Linked DNA regions of Mus musculus: region 2 is linked to region 1. A link is a contact called in public Hi-C data. All regions are on one chromosome and are shown on one strand. The core of a region is the stretch at or near the end of the contact, and the rest is flanking DNA. Distances in the headings are between cores, read along the strand shown. Region 1 overlaps Gm35218 (a long non-coding RNA gene). Region 2 has its middle 13 kb from the start of Gm41208.

Region 1 (4,834 bases), core at 767-3,266:
CTAAATCTGGGTGGGGAGTGTTCGTTTGTTTGTTTTTAACATAAAATCTGGTTGTCTAGAATGCTCATCACTGAGACATAGCTGGGTACCAAGTAATATGCTCACAAAGGTCTGACTAACGGAACGTTATGTGGCAACATTTCTCAGTTTATAGAAAGAAGTTCCTTTATCCTCCCAGTCAGCCGATTTGGGGGCATTATGGACACCATTCTTGCAAAACATTTCAGAGAAGGCCATTGGGACAGCTGTAGGGAAGGCATTGGTTTGGGAATATTTCAGGCAGGCTTACTAAGAGTAGTACTACAAAATCATTTCTTGGATATTGGGAGTTTGGAAACCATCAAGGCCAGAAGCAGGTTTAGAAATTGCATACATAAATCTAAGACACAGAGAGAAAATACAAGGGGGCCTTAGTCAGCTCTTCACAGTAATAGCTTTTTTCATAAAGGAGGTTAAATTTCATTCAGTGGGTTCTGTCTTAGATGTCCATTTGTAATTTTAGAAAGAATCCTAACCCGAGAAGTAGAAACTACCATTTGAAGCTATTGCTATAACCCAATGTCTACAACCCAGATCTTTTTAGTCTTTTAAAAGTTTTACGGTTTTATTGAATATTACTTAGATACATTGCTTCTTTATATTTTGCCTTTCAGAATATCTTCAGAAAGGTTTTTAACTGTCTTCTATGCTAAGTTAAGCAGTGAGCTGACAGGACCTGGAAGGCATTCAGACTTTTGTCCTATCCACTGGAGCCACCCCTAGCTTGGGGCTAAGGTAGACAGAAGTGTAAGGCTAAGGTTACCCGTCCTGGAGTAGCGCAATGCTCAAGGAGGAGAGCCTGCAAAACCAGTCAGCTCCATGTTTGGTTTCAAATCGAAATATTTCCAAGGCCTCACTTACTTGGCACCCAGCTACAGTACAATGTCTACAAGAAGCATTGCTGATGTGAAGAGAAACCTGAAGAACTCTCATTAGGCAAACATCCCACCAAGGAGTGTACAGGAGAATATAAGAGAACTTGAATATATGGCCTCACCCATCCACCTGGAGTAAGAGATGCCTTAACAAAATATTGTACTATGTTTGATCATGTTTTATCATTGGTCCATGCTGGTTCATTTTACCCATCCATCCCCTGAGGTATGGATATATAGATGGTTAGATATTCCTCCTACACACTATGCTTGCTTCCACACAACTCACAGGATTCTGCTATGCCTATTTCAGGAAGAAAAAACTGAGTTCTAAGGAGTTTGCATAGCTTAGATAGAATAAGTAACGGTAAATAGCACAGTTGACCCTCTGTAATGAATTCCACGGGATTCCTACTACTGTTTCCTTGTAGACAATGGAGGCCAGAGGTGTCTTGCCTCTTTGTGGGTTCCTCTCCATTGCTCCAGGACTTCTTGGTGAACTTAGACCCATGCAATAAATACTTAGTACTCTTTGGGAGAGACATATTAGGATATTGGGGAGCAGAAACCTAAAAGGTGCTTCCTTGGCCTTCAGAAACTTTGATGAGGAGAGGACATTCACAGAAACGTCAGCATGGAGTGTAATGTGGAGCGCAATAGGGGTGGCTCAGTGCACAAAGGCACCTGGCGTTAAGCCTGAGAATTGAGTGTAATCCCCAAGACCCACAAGGTCAGAGAGACCTTGCTCCCTTAAGTTGCCCTCTGACCTTACACATGCACCACAGAATGTATGCATAGGTAGATGGTAGATGAAATTAAAGAAAGGAATCAAATAAAAACATACTAAAAACTTTTTTAAAGTTACAAATAAAAATATTATTGGGATAGTTGGTGGGGTAAGATTTTTTACTAATGATTTCCACAGAGAAAAGGGGCCAGAGAGGCTCTTCCAAGTAGAGAGGACAGTGAACATAAAAGCACGGGGCTGAGAAAGCCTGAGGCATGCTTCAAGAATCTGGGTTTGAAGTGGATAAAGCTTGGAAGGGCGTTATTGGGCAGAGCATCCGGAAAGGGGAAGGGGAAGCGGGTCTGAAGCTCCTCCCCGCCTGCTCCAGACAGCACACGTGGGTGGTGAGTGTGAGGAAAGACAGCGGGCGGGTGTGGAGCTATGTCCTGTTTTGCAGCCTGGGCAGAAATGCATCTGGCAATGCTCTCCTCCTGTGTGAAGGGAGGGAGTGTTAGAGTTTTTGCAGCCAAGTCCTTTCCATCCCTGGAGGAGCAGCCAGAGGGCCTCATGTCTGATGCTCTTGACTGGGTGATGCCACATGGCTGTGCTTCCGAGGTTCAATGCTTTTTCTCCATGACGATGGTTTCTCTTACACCATAGGTCAGGTCAACCTTATTCTTATGTCTACTGGTCACATGATCTCCCTTTGCTGCTGCTTGCTTAATAAACAAATTATTTTCAGTCCTCTGAGTGGGGCTATAACTTTCTTGAGGATATGAATAAATTCTTACACTTTTTTTATTTATTCTCCTGAGCAGGGAAAGACACACAGTAGGCTTGCAAAGCAAAAATATAAACAAAACAAACCAAAAACGAAATGATGACAACAACAAAACAGGTTATACTAGCCTGTTTCCTTCCACACAGAATGCCCAAATAGCAAGTATTTATATAGCAAATTGTTTAATCCTCTTAGTATTGTAAGAAGTCAAATATTTAGATTTTTTCTTTAAATTAGTGTAATTAATTACGTGAGTATTTGAGCTGCTAACAAGGTACAGACATGTTCAAAGTAATTGCTCCCTATGTCCACTTCCTGGCCAATATTTTACCAGGCCCTGAGTTATATAGCCTAGAAATCAAGTTTGTCCTTTACTACCGAATCATGACAGGACCAGAAGAAAAGTTTCTTGTTGTTTAATCAGCAGGAGTACTGGGGAAGCAAGAAAAAAATGCTATTGTGTGATAAGGGTCTGACTACAGACCACCAAGCAGGCACTTCGAGAATATGATCACATATACTTCTAGGGAGAGAGAGAGAGAGAGAGAGAGAGAGAGAGAGAGAGAGAGAGAGAGAGAGAGAAAGAGAGAGAGAGAGAGAGAGAGAGAGAGAAAGAAAGAGAAAGAGAGAGAGAGAGAGAGTAGACGGCAGTGTTCTGTGCTAAGCCTGGCTTAGAATGAAGTCAACGGCAGGAAAACTCTCACATGAGTCACAGAATCACCAAGTTTGTACATGTTTACTTTCTCAGTCTTTCGTTTCTCTCTCCTCCCAGTAAGGGCAATCGCAAGATGAGGCAGGAAACCAAATCGAAGAATAATAAGAAGCCATTGGATTATCATTTTGGTTCTATCTTCCTTATTTGAAAGAAGAAAAAAATAGGTTCAAGAAAAAAGAGGAAAAAATAGAGAAAAAGCAAAACTGACCACATAGTCAGAAAATGCATTAGGGGCACAACTGTTCATGTTGTTACATCATACATACCAAGGAATGTTAAGACTGTGGCATACTGAAAAAAGGGCAGTCCTGCAGCTGTAATGTAAAGAATAATGGCTTCTTTAAAAAGGAGTATATTTATAGTTAAAAATTAAATTGGTTCAGGTGTAGTAGTGAATGACTGTAATACCCGCACTCTGGAGATCTAGGCAGGAGGCTTAAGGGTTCTAGGTTAGCCTGGGCTACAGAACAGGTCCCTGGGTGTAAGACAAAAATGAAATGAAGTGGGTAAATAAGTTAACTTAAATTGTACACACTTACAAGGTAAAGGTGATGTTTGAGTATATGCATGCAGTGTAGAGTAATAAAATCAGAGTAATTAACAGATTCTTCACATTGAAGGTTTATCATTCCTTTAGAGTAAGAGCATCCCAAAATTCTCCAAAGACCCAATAACAAGGAAATAACTTGACCTAAAAGAGTAGGCAAAAAAAAAAAATCTAATTTCTTTTTTCCTAAATGAAGACACATAATGGTCAGCATGTATGTGAAAAAGCTTTGCTCAGCATCTTTAAACATCAGAGAGATGCAAGTTAATTCCTGGGTTCCTGACAGCCAGTTCTACCCCCTTACTCTTCTGTGAACTCAAGTTACAGATGCTGGTCATGCCTTTAGCTAGTCCTTCAGGGGCCTAGCGGCCAATGCTGGCCCTGTCCTGGGTTTGTCCTTGCCAATATTGAGTGCATTTGTGTTCCCCTGACAACTGTCTCTGACCAGGAGTCCCCAGTACTCCTGAGAGCCTATCATACAAAGTTCTTTCTCTAATGTCTAGAGGTATTCTAGTGGCCAGATTTCAGTTTATAGCCCTATGACACTTGCCCTGATATTCCCAAGAGTAGACATTTTCCACTAACATCCACCTGTTTCCAGCATTCCCTAGTTACTCCTTGGATGTTTTAGCACACTAGGACTATGTATCATCCTCATCTTGGAACAGTTCTTTGTTTTAAGAAGTTTTTTCTGCAAAAGAGACAGATGCATGAGCCAACGATTTTATTTCCAAATCTTAATAAGACCATTTGTCCAAATGAGATAATTGAAAAGCTATGAGAACAGAGTATCCCTAAAGCCGGAGACTGTTTAGGAAAGGGTCTGAAGGTGGCTTCTGATGTCAGGACACTGGCCTGTATTTTAAGAAGGAGTGGTTTTGCATGGGCCCACTCTAAGATGACAGCATTCGTGCTGCTGTTTGGTTCTTTACAGTGTTTGCGGTTTGGACTTGCCAGCAAGTATAAACAGGCAAAGAATGAAAGCTTTCTTCCTCCATGTTCTTTATATGGGCTGTCATCAGAGGCGCTACACAGCTAAAGAACCCAACGAGTTTTCTAATTTACTCAAGCAGAAGTCTGGGAATGTGTGGGAATGGAATTTAAGGGTGTGGGATAATGGTAGAAGGAACATTAAACCGGATCAGCCTGA
Region 2 (4,834 bases), core at 765-3,264, 220 kb after region 1:
TCATTGATCTGATCAGAGTACTGATTGTAGGTCGTGAGGTGTCAATTGAACAATCTTCTGAAAATACAAAGATATTATGTCTTGATGCTCTGCTTGGGCTAGTGTATGTGTGTGTGTGCGCGCGCGCATGTGTGTGTATTCATGTGTATAAATTCTGAAGTGTGTATGTAAGTTTGAATGTGTGTTTGCACATATGCATATTATGTTTCTATTTTTCTGTTTGCATATATGTTTGTGCCATATACATGTTCGTGTGTGTGTGTGTGTGTGTGTGTGTCCATATATCTGTGTGCATGTGTGTGTTTCTATATGTACATGTTTGTGTTTGGGTGTCTTGCATGGGTGTTTGTGCTTATGTATGTTGAATGTGCATGTTCATGCGTCTATATGTGTGTGCATGTATGTGTGTATGTGTATATGATTGTGTGTGTTCCTATGTGTAAAAGCATGTGTGTGCATGTGCACAAATGTGTGTGTGTGTATGTGTGTGTGTGTGTGTGTGTGTGTGTGAGAGAGAGAGAGAGAGAGAGAGAGAGAGAGAGAGAATATTTTGCTAGGAGTTAAAGCTAGAATCTGGCTCACACTGAGCACATGCAAGCTCTGTACAGTGAGTTACGGGTTTGAACACTGTATAACACTACTCTTGTGCTAATGCTATTTGTGGACATACTGCTGTATGATCAATAAACTAGAAACCCTTGGGCCAGGCCCAAACATCTAGATACAGCCTGAGGCCCCAGCTAGCCAGAAGAAGCCGTGGCCTGGACAGGGAGGAGGTCTGAAGGGCCAAAACTCGAGTGGACATCAGCCTCAGGCATGAACTTCCTCTAAGACACTGGAAAACAAACATGGAAAATTGGTTTGCAAGGTCCCGTGGATACTGAAGGGCCTTGAGCATGTGGCTCTGATAGGCCTTGATCTTCTCCCTTGTTCTCTCTGCCTTGCCAATAAAAAAAAAAAAAAAAAAGAATTCTATTCCTAAAGCTAGCCATCAAGGACCATTCCCTTATTTAGCCATTTCTTCCTCCTGAGGCTGACTGCCAAGGTTCAGCTCTCAAGGTATTGGAAATCCAGTAATGAAAAGCCCCCTTTTGACACATGTAGTTAATATGCCCAGTTACAATTAAACACCTCATCCTAAAACAGGGTTTCCCCCTTTACCTTTATAAACCACCACTTTCCTATGGGCCATGTCTGTCTCCTCTCTAACCAGAGGCAGTCCTTTGTTCCCCAGAACAAATACCCCTTCCCCTCTCATTTGTCTCCTTCCCCTTCTCCTCCTCCTCTTTGTCTCTCATTCCCTGCCCTCTGTCCCTGTGGGACAGACAAATCTCCTTGGTGCTGAGAACTTGGTCTTGGGGGGTTCCTGAGCCAATAACAATGTCTAAAAGACACACATGCAAGGCCCTGGCTAGACCCTACACAAAGGGCCTTCTACCTTGATGGAACTGTTTGAGTGGCATCTACTTCTGCTCTGGGGTCTCTCTCAGACCACTTTCCAGAATGTAAGAAAAAGAAAGGTATCTATCTCCTGCCTGGAATAGCCCCCCCTTCCCACTGTCTCGGTCTGTTGGCTGCAAACTCCTGGGCTGTGTTTTACTGAGAGACTCACCTTTGACCAGAGAATTCTTCGGTGTGGCCTGGCATATCTATTAGTTTACTCCAGAGGGGTGTGTTCACGATGTTAGGATGTCAAAGAAAAGACAGTGATTTTTTTTTCAGAAGCTGCTGGCAAAGGGGATATGGCTAGCAGCTATCAAGCTCTTGAAATATGAAAATTAATTAAATTCAATTTGGAGAATGAGAATCATCACTTCAGATAAGGATACTGTGATAAATAATGCCTTCAGTAAGAAAAGCACTCCTTGCCGTGCCTCCAGGGTCTCATTCTGAGGCTCGCTGAAATGCAAACAAACGAACGAACGAACAAACAGAGTTTATGAAACAAATTGTATTAATGACAACAAGCCAGTCTCGGGCTCCAACACAATCCAGCAAGGGCTGGAGGCCAAGATCTGTGGAGTTTGTCTCAGGAGCCTCTGCCCAAAGCCACAGGGTTGGGAAAAAAAAGATGAGAGGCACAAGAATGCCCCACAGCTCCCCCTAGTGTTGGTGTCTGGTATTCCACCTGAGCCCAGACTTATTTGTAATTAGTAAACTGATTTTTTTCCCTTTCAGCAGGACTCCTTAACAGTAATCAAACACTACATCGCGCACCCACGAGATCCTCTCACTCCTCTACGCTGAGAGTCTTTTTATTTTATGATAGTTGTCTTAAACCAAATGAGGAGGACGAGACGATGAACAGACGGACCTGCCCAAGAAACCAAGATCGGGGATGGGAATGCGATAGATAATCCCTTATTTAAGGAAAACAATCCTCTCCATGTCTCAGGTGCCTCATTTTGAGAGTTTCCGAAATGCAAACGACAACAGCAAAAGAGTTGTTGCTGGGTACTTGTCTAACATGGCACTGAGTAAACCGGATGTGGTGGCTCGTGCCTAAAATCCCACGACCTGGGTGGTTAAAAGCAGAGGGATTAGGAGTTGGAAGTCATCCTCGACCACATACTGAATTAGAGGCCAACCTAAGATATACAAGACTCTGTCGTAGACAAAGCAATGAATGAATGAACGAGTGATTGAACGGATTTGATGTCTTCTTTGCTAGTTTTTGTGGATGGGGACAAAATTAAAATTTGTTTCTTCTCCAATAAAGCTGGAGTAACCCATGTGTCTGCTTCTCAGAGCTACAAAGATTAAATCGGATCAGCCAGGTGCTGGCCACCACACCTCCCAGTATGCAGCACAGGCTGGGTAACCTTGGTTACTGTTTCTGCCTCCTTCAACGGCCCGCTGAGGCCAGACCTCCTCCTGAGAAGACCACAGACACTCTCCGCCCCTCCCTGAGGATGCCAGAGTACCTCTACTCCTATGCCCCATCCCACTACTCCTCAGTTGAAAGTCTTTACCTGGCCCGAGGTTGCTGGACTTATGCTTGCCCCTGTGTGCTAATCAACACGACCAAATGTGTCACGCGTCATTCCCACAGCCTAGGTAATGGCAATGAGACCTTCCATGACCCTGGCCCAGCTCAGCTGCCCTGAAGGTATGCCAGCAGGGTTCCTGCTTCTCAACCCACTCTCGAGATCTGTTCTCTCAGAGCTGGTCCTTCCCACCTTGGGATCCCTAGGATGAGACTGGATGATCGCATCAAGCTGGAGAGAGCATGCTAACTCTCCTTCCACTCTGGGCAGTATCTGTGCCAACTCAGGTTCCTCCAGGGACACCAATCCAGTTTAGCACTTGCAGACTCTTTTGATGAGTTAGATATGGTGATAAACTTGGGTGACAGACAGGAAAATCAGAAGTTCAGGTCCAGCCCAGGCTATAGCATAAGATCCAACCTCAAAGTCTGGTGGAAGACAAATCCATTGTTACAGCACTTGCTTCATTTGTTAGCCTGAGTTTGATACCCAAGTGTGGCGGTTCCCACTTACAGTTGTAGTATTAAGGGGTGGAGACAGAGGATCGCTGTGGCTCACCAGCCAGCCGATCCAGCCTAATTGATGACCTCCTGATCAACCAGATCATCCTGTCTCAGAGAAGGTGGGTGACACCTGAGAATGACACCTGATGTGCTCTGGCCTTGGCAGGACCATGTACACACATGGAATAAACAAGTAACGAAACTGAAAAAAAAAAAATCCTAACTAGTGTGAACTCTGGACTCTGGGTGATGATCTGTGTGGTGGTTTGAATATGCTTGGCCCAGGGAGTGGCACTATTAGGAGATGTTACCTTCTTGGACTAGGTGTGGCCTTGTTGGAGGAAGTGTGTCACTGTCAGGGTGGGCTTTGAAACCCTCCTCCTAGCTGCCTGCAAGCCAGTCTTTCTCCTGTTTGCCTTCAGAGCAAGATGAAGAACTCCTCTGGCCCCATGTCTACCCGGACACTGCCATTCAGCCTACCTTGTTGATGTGGACTGAACCTCTGAACCTGTAAGCCAGCCCCAATTAAATGTTGTGTTTTATAAGAGTTGTCTTGGTCATGGTGTCTCTTCACAGCAATGGAAATTCCACCTAAGACAATCTGCTGTGGTGACAAATGTGCCACTGTGGTGCAGGCGCTTGACAGTGGAGAAAGCCAGCACCAGGGACAGGCGTTAGATGAAACTCTCCGTGCTCAGTTTTCAGTGAACCTGCAAGTGCTCTAAGGAATAATGCTTTTTAAAGGGTTTTTTTTTTGCATTGATTGATTGATTGGTTGATTGGTTGATTGATTGATGGGGTGGGGCACATACTACAGCCTCCATGTTGTCTGTTCTCTTCTCTTTAAGGATGGACTCAGGTTTCCAGACTTAGGAGCAAGCACCATTACCCACTGATCCATCACACCCTTGTAATGGTCTTTAAGGAAACAATGGTGTGGATAATTCTCTTCCAAGTTTTGGGAACCACACCTCCATCAAGGGAGCTGAAGGAAAACCAGGGCTGTAGTAAGGACCCTTGCAGCTCAAGATGCAGGCAGTAGCAATGATTAATTTCTTGAAACCTGGGGCCCACAGGTGGCAGCTTCTCTGCAGAACAGAATAAAAACAAACAAACATAAAAACAGAACCCACCACCCTTCAGCCTTGTGCCAAGCGCTTCTGTTACGTCTATCTCGTTTCACCCTTGACAACTCAGGAAGGAAATATTAATATTTGCATTTTAAAATACAGAAGAATGGGACCCAGGAGGTTAAACAAACTGGCAGATTGTAGGTCCAAGTGCCTGAATCCATAGCTAGGTTTTTCCTCTCTGATGACAGGAGTGAGGAAAGGTGGGTCTTAA

Evidence for each region. A called contact is a pair of places that touch in the nucleus more often than the background predicts.
Region 2: a contact with region 1 is called in a Hi-C map of uterus, with 4 times the contacts expected there. The contact joins two enhancer-like sites. A contact is called at or near these places in 1 of 15 datasets of contacts at CTCF or cohesin (large pre-B cells), 1 of 484 Hi-C or Micro-C datasets (uterus) and 4 of 115 datasets of contacts at active chromatin or transcription factors (CD8 T cells, acute myeloid leukemia, embryonic stem cells and 1 more).

What each region holds. Positions count from the first base shown.
Region 1 is chr14:72,781,340-72,786,173 of GRCm38.p6, forward strand. All of the region lies in intron 5 of Gm35218 (a long non-coding RNA gene), which reads right to left. Among named protein-coding and RNA genes, the nearest start is that of Gm35218, 24 kb to the right of the region's middle. Within about 2 kb of position 2,017, at least 75 of the 459 cell types and tissues checked have an H3K27ac peak or open chromatin away from gene starts, as enhancers often do. A contact at or near this core is called in uterus, where this site is marked.
Region 2 is chr14:72,998,462-73,003,295 of GRCm38.p6, forward strand. No RefSeq gene overlaps it. Among named protein-coding and RNA genes, the nearest start is that of Gm41208, 13 kb to the right of the region's middle. Within about 2 kb of position 2,015, at least 12 of the 459 cell types and tissues checked have an H3K27ac peak or open chromatin away from gene starts, as enhancers often do. A contact at or near this core is called in uterus, where this site is marked.